3 separate regions of the Zea mays genome follow, and regions 1 and 2 are each linked to region 3. A link is a contact called in public Hi-C data. All regions are on one chromosome and are shown on one strand. The core of a region is the stretch at or near the end of the contact, and the rest is flanking DNA. Distances in the headings are between cores, read along the strand shown.

What was found. A called contact is a pair of places that touch in the nucleus more often than the background predicts.
Region 1: a Hi-C map of ear shows a contact between it and region 3, with 1.8 times the contacts expected there. The contact joins the promoter of LOC103655263 here to the promoter of tga1 in region 3. A contact is called at or near these places in 4 of 25 Hi-C or Micro-C datasets (ear, leaf and tassel).
Region 2: a Hi-C map of endosperm shows a contact between it and region 3, with 2.1 times the contacts expected there. The contact joins the promoter of LOC100217069 here to the promoter of tga1 in region 3. A contact is called at or near these places in 7 of 25 Hi-C or Micro-C datasets (bundle sheath, ear, endosperm and 4 more).

What each region holds. Positions count from the first base shown.
Region 1 is chr4:46,294,135-46,298,682 of Zm-B73-REFERENCE-NAM-5.0, reverse strand. LOC103655263 reads left to right here and starts at 2,711. Exons shown (of 21, transcript XM_020552533.3): 1 at 2,711-3,928; 2 at 4,400-4,548. The coding sequence starts at 3,569.
Region 2 is chr4:47,109,470-47,113,723 of Zm-B73-REFERENCE-NAM-5.0, reverse strand. It overlaps LOC100217069, which reads right to left and starts at 2,428. Exons shown (of 4, transcript NM_001143439.1): 1 at 2,285-2,428; 2 at 1,021-1,102; 3 at 173-303; 4 at 1-92. The coding sequence starts at 2,356.
Region 3 is chr4:46,646,178-46,650,983 of Zm-B73-REFERENCE-NAM-5.0, reverse strand. tga1 (teosinte glume architecture1) reads right to left here and starts at 2,869. Exons shown (of 3, transcript NM_001362259.1): 1 at 2,176-2,869. The coding sequence starts at 2,627.

The sequences.
Region 1 (4,548 bases), core at 1,462-3,961, 350 kb after region 3:
ACACATCATAAGGGAAGAGAAGTTCATGCAAGCATATAACTTGATTGAAGTATACTTTGAACTTATAGTAGCACATCTGTCCATTATTGACTCACGGAAATAAGGCAACCTTTTCTTTCTATTATGCAAACCTACATTTGTTGTTATGTGATTTTAGTTGTATATTATTGTTTCTTGATAGTTCTTATTTACATCAGTTAGATGTTTTGTAGGTTATGTTGGGATTCTTTCAAAAGTGAAATCTATTTTCCTCTATTGCTGCCACTATTGAAATTTTTGCATAATCTACAGCTCATGCCAATTTCAGAATACTCTAGATTTAGGATTATTCCAAACAGCAAAGATGTCACTGTAATCTTTGAGATACTATGGTATTGGACTTCAGAATGGAAACTATACAATAACACTTCACTTTTTAGAGTTTGACTTTGAAAATTCACAGAGTTGGAAGAGTGTTGGGAGAAGGGTCTTTGGTATATATCTAGGTGTACATGAGATACCATGATCACAAGTTGCAATGTACTATGAATGATCTAAGGAATTTTGTTTATAAAGATATCTTTTGTCAAAAACTATAATTGGTTTGGTTCAACTGATTAATGATTGGATGGTATCAAGGCCATACATTGATTCTAACTGGACTTTGCACCTATCATACATCTGTGGATTTTGCAGACACCATAAATGTGTGATGGGCGCAATTGATTGGTCCTGCTATAAAATTTAGTGATAGTTTTTTTGTGCATCCCAGTTATTTAGGTTTGAGACCGTATCTGCATAATGTCATGATACGTGGACACGGATGAAATTATAATGCTCTCACCAGTTGTGCTTGTTCCTGTATCTTTCTTAAGCCGCCACTTGTCATACTTGTTCCGAGGAGCTTGATTACCAATGTTTTCTTAATAAAATGTCATTTTCGATCACAAATTTGTGCACAAGGCCATTCTAACAGGAAATGCCAGCATATATATATTACAGGGCTAACACTGAACTTAGAGATGGATCTAGATGTTTATTTGAATGCTATTTTTGGTCTTTTTTCTTCAATTATGGATACATTAGGTGTGTGCCCGTGCGTTGCAACGGGAGTACGCTGGGATGAGCATCGACACATATCTGATTGAATTTTATATTTCCTTGAGGGTCTGGAGAAAGTTTGTTTGGAAGCCAAACATGTTAGGATTCTGAGCATGTGTTACCCTTGTGCCCCATCAGCACACTGTTCCACGCTTGTATGAGTCTTGTTAATTTGCATGCCTCGTGCATAGTTTTTCACTGCATCGTGCTACTACCGAAGTGGTAGAGATCAAATTTTCAAAGTTGTTTGTGTTGTTCGTCGAGTGAACAAACCGTTGTTCTTGTTGTGACCTCTGTTGCCTGTGCCTGTTCGACTGTTCCTCTGAACGCTTCCCATTTTACCGCCGACGTCTCCTTCCATGTTGTAGTTTAGAGTGATCTCTGTTTAGTTGCCTTCAGCACAAAACATCATATCATTTTATTGTTTTTAGATTGTTGAGTTATTGCATATATTCCATTTAAATAAGGTTTAACTATGTGATATATAGATACGGTACCAACATATGGGCACATAACTATTGATGAATAGGACATCAACGAGAGAGATCAAAGTCGACTTAGCAGAGGAGGCAAAGGAGTACCTTCGAATAACCCTCGTTGTTGTTTTTTTGTCTCCTTTCTGTCCTGCCACGACCATGTATTTATAATAATATTATATATTTATATCGTCAATATAATATTAGTGTTACAGTGATATTTTATCACATGGATTTTGCATATTATAGTGATGCTTGTCGTTTCGTTTATATGTTTCATACTATTTTTTACTTCCGTGGCAACACACGGACACATATCTAGTGAACATATAAAACTAAAAAAGACAGAGCAACACAATATCCCACTCCCTCGCAAGTACAAACAGACCAATTTCCCATAGGAAAAGCAATTTAGAATATTCCCAAGTAGTTGAACTTGGTCATGTCAGCCTTGGAAACAACAACTGTCTTGTAAATGAGGTCACGATCACAAAGCAACAACATCATCGGCTCATCCTATATAATCCCGAAAGCTAAACATCTATCGTATTGTGGCATCTTTGTTCAGTTAGGTGGCGAATAGGTGCCCCGTGCCTACATGGGAAGGGTCAGACATGGCAATATTTTGATCGGGCCAGACAAGGCACGCCAACCTCGCCGTGGCAGACTACGAGCTGCTAGCTCGGCTTGTCGGAGGCACAGCAGGCAATACAGTGGCGTGCTGCTCACCAACCCAACACCTATCTAACATACGTATCTATGTCGAGAACTCCAGATTCATATACGTATCTTACATGTCCAGAACTCCTGATTCACCCAAGTGAGCTTAACGTACTGTGACATGTATAGGCAGTGCTGTTGGACAACTTAACTTTAACGTCAGAACAACGCAAAATTCAGTTCAACCAGACACCAAATTCCAAATTTCTAGGGGCGGATCCCAGTCGCAGAGTGCACCCAGAAAATTGCCTGGGAATCTCGGGCATGAAACCATGCGCATAGACAGATCAAACAATTGGGGAGTAAAAGGTGTTGGAACACTGACCTGGCGCTCGGCACGGGGCGAGGCACGTCGGGCTCGAGGTCAACGGGGAGGCCGAGGAAGCCAACGAAGCGGTCGAAGCCTCAAAGGTGACGTGCGAGACGTGCCGCACATCCGTTGGCCCCCCTATCTGCATACCACCCGGGGGAGTCGCCCCGTCCTCCTCCTGCTCCGGCTCGCGCACGCCGGCGCTGCTGCTGCACAGCATGAGCGACCTCCGAAGCGCCCCATCACCATCTCGACCACAGACACCCCTCCCCTGGCCTCCGTTGCCGACAACATCAGCGGAGACGAAACCGTCACCTCATCCATCTCCTCCGCCCTCCACCCCCTCGAACTCCTCCTCCTCGTCTTCCTCTTCCTCCTCTTCCTCCTCCTCATAGGAGTCAGTGTCGTAGTGGGATAAGGGATTTGGTGGCCGAAGCGGATCTCAGACGATAGCGCCATGGGATTCTAACCCCGCAACAGGCAAAAGAGTGGAGGGGAGGTGGGAGAGAAGTGGGCGGCGACAAAAGCTTGGCTGGACGTTGTGTCCGGTTAGTGGATAGTGCCATAGCGGCGGGCGGGTGGCCGGATCGCGACGGTCGCCGCGTTCGCGGCGTGGTTTGCGGCTGGATTGCGGGCGAGCGGGCGTAGGAGTCGGGGTCAGTCTACGACGGTCCGCGGCTGGATTGCGGGTTTGCAGGCGGACGTAAGGAGGCGGGAACAATTTACATTAGACTCTTAATAGTTAGTAGAAATAAGGTACTGTAGCAACGCACAAGTATCTAACTATCATAGTAATATTTGTTATTCTATATCTAAGTTTTATATTAATTTTTAACTTTGGTGACAACACATATTCGCTGCTGGTATGGTCGAGCCCCCGCAGCACAAATCCTCAAGCACCCCAAAACGGCAAAACCCATCAGGTCCCCGCCACACCTCGATACTCTAACTTCGGCCGCCGCCGCCGCCGCCGCCGCCGCGAATGCCGGAGCCCCAGGCCATCCTCCCGCTGCGCGCTCTCCCGCCGGACGCGCCGCTGCCCTTCCCCGTCCCCGCGCCGTTCCACCCCCAAGCCCCCGGCCCCGGTGGGACCGCCCCGGCCACGCCCCCGAACCCGACCCCTCCGCAACCGTTAACCCCCGCCGCGCCGCCTTCCTCCTCTTCGACGCGGCCGCCGCACCCATGGGAGATCTCCGCGCGAGCATGGCTAGAGTCCTTCCCCGACGGACGGCCGCCCACCGAGCCCGAGGTCGACGCCTACATCGACGTGCACCGCCCCGAGCTCCCTTCCCTCCCCCGCTCCCAGCTACACCAGCGCCTCCTCGCCCTCCGCGGCGACCAGGTAACCCAAGTACACCTTGCTTGTTTACGAATTATCACGTGACTCCTCCGGTTGTCGAATTGGTGAAATTAATCGACTTGCGTTCTTTATCTGTTTTTTTCTTCATCAAATGTGGTAATTTGGGATGTGGTTTATTCCTGAATCAATCCAATGGCTACTGATGTGGGATTGCTCTTGCTCAGTCGTGGAGAATTGAATGTTTACTATGGGTACTTTCCAGCCCTCGGAATTTGTAGTTGTATAATGGCTAGTTTAGTTTCATGATTAGTTTCTATGAATGTTAAACTAATGTGTCAATTAGTTCAATTTGGAGCTCTCTACTTCAAGTAGTCTGCTGATTCTCCATGATAGCACTGATGGAACTGTTCTTGTACATATATGTTTGATACATGGCTGTCTTCAAGCCCCACAAGGCCATAATTGATCAGCAAAACTGAGTCAGGGTTACTTCTATTTTATTCTTTATGACAGGTTCTGGATGCAGACCAGAGCGCATTCCCGTACAGGTTCCAGCGTACTGATCTATGGAAGCCTGTGTACCAGTGGTTGGAATCTCTTGAGCTGGACTCACTAGTTGCTACACAGCAGATATCAGACTGGCTTACATCGAACCCAAAGAT
Region 2 (4,254 bases), core at 1,179-3,678, 460 kb before region 3:
CTGAGGTCCTCGATCTTCGCCTCGCCGAATATGACATAGGTGTCCGAGTTTGGGCTCTTGAACACATCTGGCTTCGAGATGACAAAAAGCATCTGGAAAAAATAGTCTGTTAGCCAAACAACACATAACATGTCAGTTTGTGAGATCTGAATCTGAGTGAATGATTGATTACATTCTTGCTTTTCTTCACAGTGACCCGGCTGACACCAGTGATGGGCTTCATGCCAAGCTTCAGCATGGCCTTGCGGCTCTTCTTCTCACTCCTGCTTTGCTTCGACTTGCCACTCCCATCCCCTTCTTGTCCTGAAGACGAAAATGTGACCAATACTTGTCAGAGCACAGGTATTGTAATTGTTCCACATATCAGAGAACCAGACAGTCAGTCAGGGGGGAACAACAACTCATGGTATAACATTTGTTTGCCCCACAGGCTTCTTGGTCACCAAATGAGATTACCTAATTAAACCATACAGTTTACTTGTCTATAAACGGTATTTGACTATGAACCTGATATATAAAACCCTGTACTTATGCAGTATAGAGCAAACATGTAAAACAATAACAACAAAAGCATCAACTCCCTACAAGTGTTCAAGGCAAGCTATACATGGTAAATTGGTAAGCTCTAAAGCATAACCTCAAAACTTTACATAATATACTCCAGGCCTTCATGATAAAGTTAACACTCTAAATTACATCCACATATCACTTTAGTGTGCCAAAAACAAAACTATGCATGCCCCTTGCTCCAACATGTACAGCATTAACAATTATACATCCAGACAAATGGACATACAGTAGCATCACTGAGGTGCCAAATCATTTCACAGATGTGAAATGAGGCAGAGGGCTGAAGAGTGACACTTAAAACATAAAAAACTATTATACAAAAATATAAGCATTACAAGCGTCAAGATATTATAAGACATTTATCTCATCGCTATTGACTTCCACAGAATTATGTTCTTATCACCAACCGGAATAATACTAAACAGAAAGTACAAGATCATAATAACTTACCATCCAGTTCATCATCATCCTTGTCATCATCATCGTCATCCTCATCATCCTCGTCATCCTCCTCCACCACAACCTCTTCTGCCTGTTCATGGCATTCAACAGATAAGTATGCCAGCATCAAGATAAGAATAGTTGGACGCCATTATCAAGAGAACAAACAGAAAAACAGCAAACATGATTAGAAAGATAATGGCATGTTGTGTAAAATGAATAACAAACCACACAGCCCGCATAACAACTACTAGCAGCACCATCAATTTTCCACCAGACTTAATAACAATAATAATACAAAAAGATTAAAGTTTACATGATTCAACTAGATCCATCAACGAAATCGAGAAACTTCAGGTTCATGGATCTGCAGCTAGCTAGAAAACATTAAGTTCTATTGGATCATAGTATCCGGCGTACGTGTCAGGTTTTATTTGTGTATAAATGAATGACCCAGTTTATGAGAAAAACTGGGCCCAACAAAAACCTCAGGATGGCAAGGTTAATAATGGAAAACCAGGAAATACACACAGTGTCTGAAAAATAATCATTTCCGAGCCCACCACAAGTAATCATTTCCGAGCTCGTCGACATGGCCAAGCAGCTCCAACTTCCTACACCAGACGTTGGCCTAAACCACAAAGGCACTACACACACCTACATGAAAAATAATACTACAACATAGAAGAAGCCACTAAGAATCATCGTCGCCGCGCAGCACGCCAATGTCCGCAACGTGCAGCCGACGCAGCAGCAAGGTCCTCCAAGTAGTGCGTCACCGCGCGCGCAACGGCACAAGTGCTACGAAGCTTGCATGCCTTCGACCTGCCGCGTCGTCTATGCCGCATACTGCCGACAGAGGCCGCGGTGATCCGTCCACCCCCCCCCCCCCCCCCCCCCCCCCCCCCGCGTGAACCCGCGCTAAACCAACCTCCCAACCTAAAGGGACACCCGATCCAACTGTGCTGGCACCGGATCTGGCCGTCGCCGGCACCCTGAGTCTGGGAAAGCACGGTCGCGGTCCGTCTCCGTAGAGGTGACCACCATGGATGGTGGACCTCGGGGGAGAAAACCCAGGTGAAGAAAAGCACCCGCCGCCGCCGTCCTTAAGGCCGCGCGGACTTCCGGAGGCGGCGAGGCTGAGAGGGATGGAGGGAGTGTAGTGGCGCCAGAACTTGTTCCACCCGATCCGTCGCTGGGGGCGACGCTGGTTTCGATCCGAATTATGTTCGTGAAAGAGATTTGTACAGTACTTCTCTGTGAGAAACCTCACCTCGGTCTTCTGCTCCTCGAGCTTCTGCTGCTCGATCTGGGCGGCGAGCTCCTCCGCAGCCTGCGCCGTCATCTTGGTATATCGGTGGGGTGGAAGGGGCAGAGCGGCGGCGGCGTGGCAAAAACCCTAGAGCAAACAAGCACGAAGGGAATGGACCGCTTTGTGCTATTACAGTAGTCAGTATATATCGCAGTCGGTTGGTTGCCGGTGCTCACTCACTAGCCTAGAGCATTTTCAAAACTGTTCAAATCACTCTCAATCACCATTCTAGAAAATCATAGGACAATACATAATAAAATATTATATCACACGATTATATAAAAATGATGTTTATATGGAATATATGGCCATTGATACTAATGCTATTTTTTGTCATAATTATTTGTGTATTTTTTTTACTTATTAATTTTAGTAGTGGGTGTTGGGATTGAAAACTGTGGGCCCAAGCACTCGTAAGCAGGAATGATAGGTGGCATGATAAGACCGGGAGCTCAAATTCCTGTCAAGCATGTCCCGTCTAGCTATAGGACGTGGGTACTTATAGTGCAACCAAGGACCAGCGTCACAAAATATGTTCGTGCCCTCTGTTGCTTACTATATTTCCTAAATATGTTGTACAGCAAGGTAATTATAGGACGATAACCCGTTATTCTAATTACACTCGGCTTCTTACCCTCACTACAGGTTGATAGGTGGATTCGACGTTGCTTGGTTAGGAGCGGGCTCTCCTCTTAGTCGGGTCGTGGATTTTGTCTTCATGGACGCCATTTCTGCAACAGAGGCATCGAAAACATGTGGCCCTTCGCCGGGAGCCAACGTGAGGCCTTCGCCTGCAAGCGTAGACCTTAGAGATAATTGGTAATCGAAAACAGACGTAGAGATAATTGATAACTTAACATTTTGAGGACCTTCGGCAAAGAATGCCCCCAAAAACGTTCCCTTGCATTAATCTGTCCTCTGCCATATTGTCAACCTTGATCACATCCCAAGCGACCTTATAAAATCCGCCCATAGAACCATCAGGACCCAACACTTTATCAGAAGGCATGGCCTTGATGGTGGATCATACTTCTTCCTTAATAATGGGCTACTCCAAGTTAGCAAGATTAATGGTTGTCCTATTAAAAGGGAAATAGGGTTAACATTTTCCTACAATTAATTCTGGTGGTTGAATGTCCAACACAAACACATGGACTAACTAGTCTGCTCTAGAACTCGTGTATTACAGGTGCATAAGGTTCAATACAAACCAATAAAAGATTCAAGTTAGAGACTAAAATGAACCGGAGCAAAGACTTGAGTGTGTGTCCGGTGCACCATGTACGTACGAAGATGAACCAATCACTCTCGGGAAAACTGAGCCGCGCTCCGCTATAATTCATCGGACTGTCCGGTGTGCCAGTAGAGCAACGGCTACTCACTCCAACGGTCGACTGCAAAAGCCGCTGACAGAGGAACAATGAAGAACAGTGCGCGCAGAGTCAGAGCCGCAGAGTCAGAGGCGCACCGGACAGTGTCCGGTACCGTGGCGGCGCACCGGACAGTCTACAGTGCTTGTCCAGTGGCGCACCGCACTGTCCGGTGCGCCCATCGCCAGCAGCCTCTCCAACGGCTACTTTGGTGGTTGAGGGCTATAAATACCCCCCAACCACCACAACTCCAAGCATCCAAGATTTCTGAGTATCACATTCATTACAAGAGCTCTAGCATTCACTCCTAGATACAATTCAAAAGATGAAAGCCTCTCTGTCACACCCGGTTTTTAGAAGGTAAACCGAATGCGAACCATGTACGTGCCAGGATCAGTTATTCACGTACACAGCAGTTACATAATATGGACATCATCACACAGTGCTCAAAATAGTATTAAAAGGGAATAATAGTTGATTACATCATACGTCTGAGACGTCCATATAGTTCTTACAATAAATCAAAGTGCGAAAACGAAACGTAGATAACACGGCCTTCAC
Region 3 (4,806 bases), core at 1,620-4,119:
ACATAAACAAAAAACAAAAAAAAAACTCTTGATCAGACAACTGAATTCGAGTACGGGCAAACGAGAAAGTTGCAGTGTAATATGCTGACCAATGAATGATGGCATAATCGATTAGGACCACAGGATTCTTTGAATTAGGATAATTCTAAACAAGTATAAGATACTCAGTTTTTTTTAGAAGAATAGATGGTCCTAGGTAGTAGGGTGGGCACATGATCCAACGGTATGCTAAGATGGTCCTCACTGAAGAAACAGCAACGTAATTATTGTCAGAATAGTTAATGTACTGTGGCGCACATACATGCTTGTTATAGTTAATACACATCACACCAGGGACCAATGTTCCTTGTCCATGCTTATTAGAGACAGGAAAATACTATAAGACCTGTCAAGCCTGGACCACACAGACGGTAAACAGAAAGCTGAGAATCTGTTGGCTCACTGGCTGACAACTTACTATTAACCTACAAAGTCTGCAATTTAAAGCAGAAGACAAAGTGATCAATGATTGAGAATTGTCCCCACCGAGCAAGATGTTCCGGCGTAAACAGAAACAGGACATGTCACCAGAGCATCGCATTAGGATCGCTTGCCACAGCGTCGATCGCTCCAGGAACGATCTGAACCTACGCTGTTTAGGTTTAGGTCCACCACAGGAGAGCGGGACCTGTCTCTGCTGTCCATATGAGCAAGACAAAACTGGGCGCCAACACAGCGCTGTACTGCCGTAAACTTCACCAGACGAAATTTATATGGTTTAGTCCAACTAAAGTTTAGCCTATATCCTGTTTAATTTTATAGACTAAGGAAGTATTTAAAACACACTAAATCAATTATAAGATGACTAAAATACACTTTAGCATTCTCCCGTCATTAGTGTAACTGAAATAAATGGGAGATAAAAGGTGAAATTTATATGGTTTAGTCTCTTTTAGTCACTCCTCGAGATACTAAAGACTAAAACAGTTTAGTACTGTAATTTACAAACTAAAGGAGATTAAAATGGAGCGGTTTTTCCAACCAAACCGGGCCTAATAACATCTCAAACCAAGCGATACTTTAAAAAAAGACTGCTAGCATTTAATGGCTACTTCCCTGAGACGGAAAAAGAAATGGATGGGTCGTCGTTCAGGGATAGTAAAAATGAAAAGGAGGCATTTAGAGCAAACTGCATGCGGGAATGCCTGTGGTGGTCTATGGAAGCTGCATAGGGTTGTTCAGAAATGTTGCGCTAAAGCATCCTATACGGCCCAGGTGGCGCTAAAGCACCCTATAATTAGCACAAAAAAATCCCATTTTGCGAGACAATTTTATAAGAAAAATGCCTTTATGTGTGTACAGGGCTACTGTAGGCTACACTACTGCATCTAGAATTCTAGATCCACGATGCAATTTTCCTAAACCTCTTTCAGTTGGTGTACTCCTCCGAACATTCTGCAGAGATACTATAGCAGTACGCCGCCTTTACCTTTTCATACTACTACAGAATACATTCTGCAGAGATACTGTAGCAGTACAGCTCACAACGCGGCACCTAAACATCAAATGATTGATGGTAGCCAAAGCTGGGAGTACACCCCTGTCTCGCTCAACGCGGCACGCCAAACCGTGGCGGCGCTTCATCTGCGGCGGTGGCGAACTGTCGCCGGGAAGCAAGCAGCGCCGACTAGAGGAGGAGCCAATGGCAGAGTACCGGGGGGGGGGGGGGGGGGGGGCATCCCGTCCCGTCGCCGCCAAAGGGCGTGAAAGCAAGAAACCGCTCGGAAAAGCAAGCGCAGGAGCTCACGTGTCCGTGGCAGCGGGCTGAATCTTGAGCAGACGATTGGGGAGCAGCAGATGTTAATTCGCATCAGGGCGTCAGAGAAAGTGAAGGAAACGAACGCTAGGCCTGCCTGAGAGCAGTGTGCAGCAGCAGCAGCGAGCGCAGGAGGAGGCCGGGAGAAAGGAAAAAGGCGTGCCAATAATTCAGGTACCGTAGCTACAGGAGGAAACGAACGAACGAGATGAAGGTTTTTCATCTCTTTGGTTTTCAGGAAAAAGAGAGAGAGAAAAAAGATAACGAAAAAAAAAAAGGCAAGCCGGAAAAGGTAAAGTTGTGCATCCTTGAAACGAGACAGGGACGAGCTACACTACACTACACCAGCCCCCCATGGGAAAAGAAGGCGGGGATACTACCTGCTGCACTGCTGGCAGAAGCGCATCTCGCGGCCGGCGACGACGACGACGGGGGTCTTGGAGTGCGCCTCGCACACCTTGTGCCGCCGGTGGTAGTCGCGGCACTTGCCCAGGTCCGCCCTGCACCCGTCCACCGCGCACGACGGGCACTGCTGCTGCTGCTGCTGCCCGCCGGGCCCGGCGGGGCGCGGCCGCTTCGCCGCCCCCGCCGCGGCCTCCCTCTCCCTGCGGGCCGCGCCGGGCTCGCACTCGCCCATCCCGCCCAGCTTCAGGTCCACGGAGCACTCGGCGGGTGCCCCTGCTGCCCCGGGCGCCGGCGGGCGGCTCTCCGTCCCCGTGCCCGCCGCGGCAGCATTGGCGGCGTGGCCCCCCGACGACGGCGCCGCGGCCGCGTGGTCCCGCTCCAGCTCCGCGAGGTCCCACGCGCCCGCCGCGTTGAGATCCCAATCCATGCCCGACGTACGCCGCGCGCGCCGACGTTGCAACCGCTAGTCCTAGCCCTTGCACGCGCGCGCCCGCTGCAGCTTCCGCTCCTTCCCTCTCATTCCGCGGGCGTTTATCTATCGACAGACACTACAGGCGACGAGGAGGTGGCACAGCAACAGTGAAGTGAGAGCTGCAGCTGCGGCGGCGGCTGGATCGATGGACACGAGAGGTGTGAGGTGCGATGCAGCTGCTGCCTGCTGCTTCGGAGGAGGAGGAATGGAAGGTGCGGGCGGTGTATAGATAGATAGCAAGGCAGCAGCAGCCAACAAAGATTTGCAGCAACAGAAACGATGCCCGAGTGGCCCGGAACTGGGGGTGGAGTGGAGTGGGAGCAGTCAGTACTTTGCAGACACAGACAGCTGCGACTGTAGCAATGGTGGGAGGGAGGGAGAGAGGAGCGTGTGCATGAAAAGAGAGAGAGAGAGCAGCGGCGATATTACTTGGCGCCATGGTGGGGCCGCAACCAACCTTTCCGTCCCTGAAGGAGGAACAGTGGGCAGGGCCCCACCGCCATGTGTCACACTGCAGCCATGCATGCAATGGGGCTATGTTGTGCTGTGCACCTGTTGCCTGTGCTACAATTATTGGGGCTAAGGTGTCTCTACAGTTTTTTTATTTTTTTCAGAGCAGTCACTCTATGTACAGACTAATGTATATTTTGATTTATCTTTTTTTTAAAAAAAAATGACTCAAATTCGTATAAGAGTAACTCCAAAAGCACTTAAAACAACCCGAAAAACAGATTTAGAGTTGATTTGGTGACCCTGGATCCCGAGATAATGGAGAGGGAAATTAGTTCATTTTCCCCTCAATTCTCTTCAATCCTTCCGGGATCCCCTTGTCACCAAATCAGCCCGACGGATCCATCATTGTTGGAAAAATACGGTAACCCGCTTTCAACCTATCCCCCCCCCCCACCCCCACATATTTGAGCGACGTAGTGTCTCCCCAATCGTTTGCGGAATGGGGCAGATGGATCTAGTTTTTTTAAAAAAAATATAGGCTCGGTTTACGGTCTTTTAGCCTTTGTTTTGAATAAAACTGTTGAAGTATGCACCATATTTGCCTCCAAAAAAATGTAACCTGTCCCTAATAATTATTTTTTTGACGGGGGTGTTTTTGCATCCTTTTGGATTTGCTATAAAAGTCTTTAATTAATTGATATTGGGTCTATCTCAGGCTTCTCAGCTCTCCTACTGTTACTTTTGTCTTCTAATATTTGGGATGGATGTTCGAGTTCCACTCGTATGATGAAACATAGAAAAAAAGAAATCATAAGAACCGGTTCATTTTCATAAAAAAAAGCACCTGTGAAGTGAAAATCCCTGCGTTCCAAAAGGGCCCTGACAGCCTTTGATATTAGGTCTATCTGCAACTCCCTGCCGTTACTTTTGTCTTTTAACATTATTATTGCAACATACAAAAGAATCAGTTCAAAAAAAGAAAGCAAAGGAAATAATAATAATAATAATAATAATAATATTATTATTATTATTATTATTATTATTATTAAAACAGATCCAAGCAAGTGGCGTCTGATCAGGACGTGTTTATCAACAACAGTAGCAATTAGTAGCAACCCCGCTAGCTTTTGTTCCTGAACCACACGTTATTTATTTTTTTCTCCAAAAACAAAAGACAGCTCGGGCTTTTGTGGAGTATACATATACATCTATCGTCGTCGAACTGCGCTTTTGCAACGCATTTGTTTATACCTTCGTTCTCCGTACAGCACAGACCAACACGTCTAGTGTGTCACTAGTAGTGGTAACATAGCTATATTTATATCTACGTACGTACAGATAATTTTAAAGAAAAAAGTGAGAGAGAGAGAGAGAGAGAGAGAGAGGCTACAGCTGCTGAGGAGTTCATCTGAGTAGTTTTCGTGCCAATAATATAATATAAGCGATTTTTGTAAGGAAAAAAAATGGAAGAGAAAAAGACGCGATGGCACACGATTGGTACGTTTTGGGTGGGACTGTCCCTGTGGGAGCTATAGCTCAGCTGGGGAACAGGAAATAGGAAAATGACCCTTGAGTGACGTGGCGCTTGTCGCCTTGCTCTTTCTAGCTCGCTCGCTCGATCGCGTCCCAGTCCCAGTACTGATCGAGAAAGTTTGCGGTGTGGTAGTGCGGCGGTGGTACT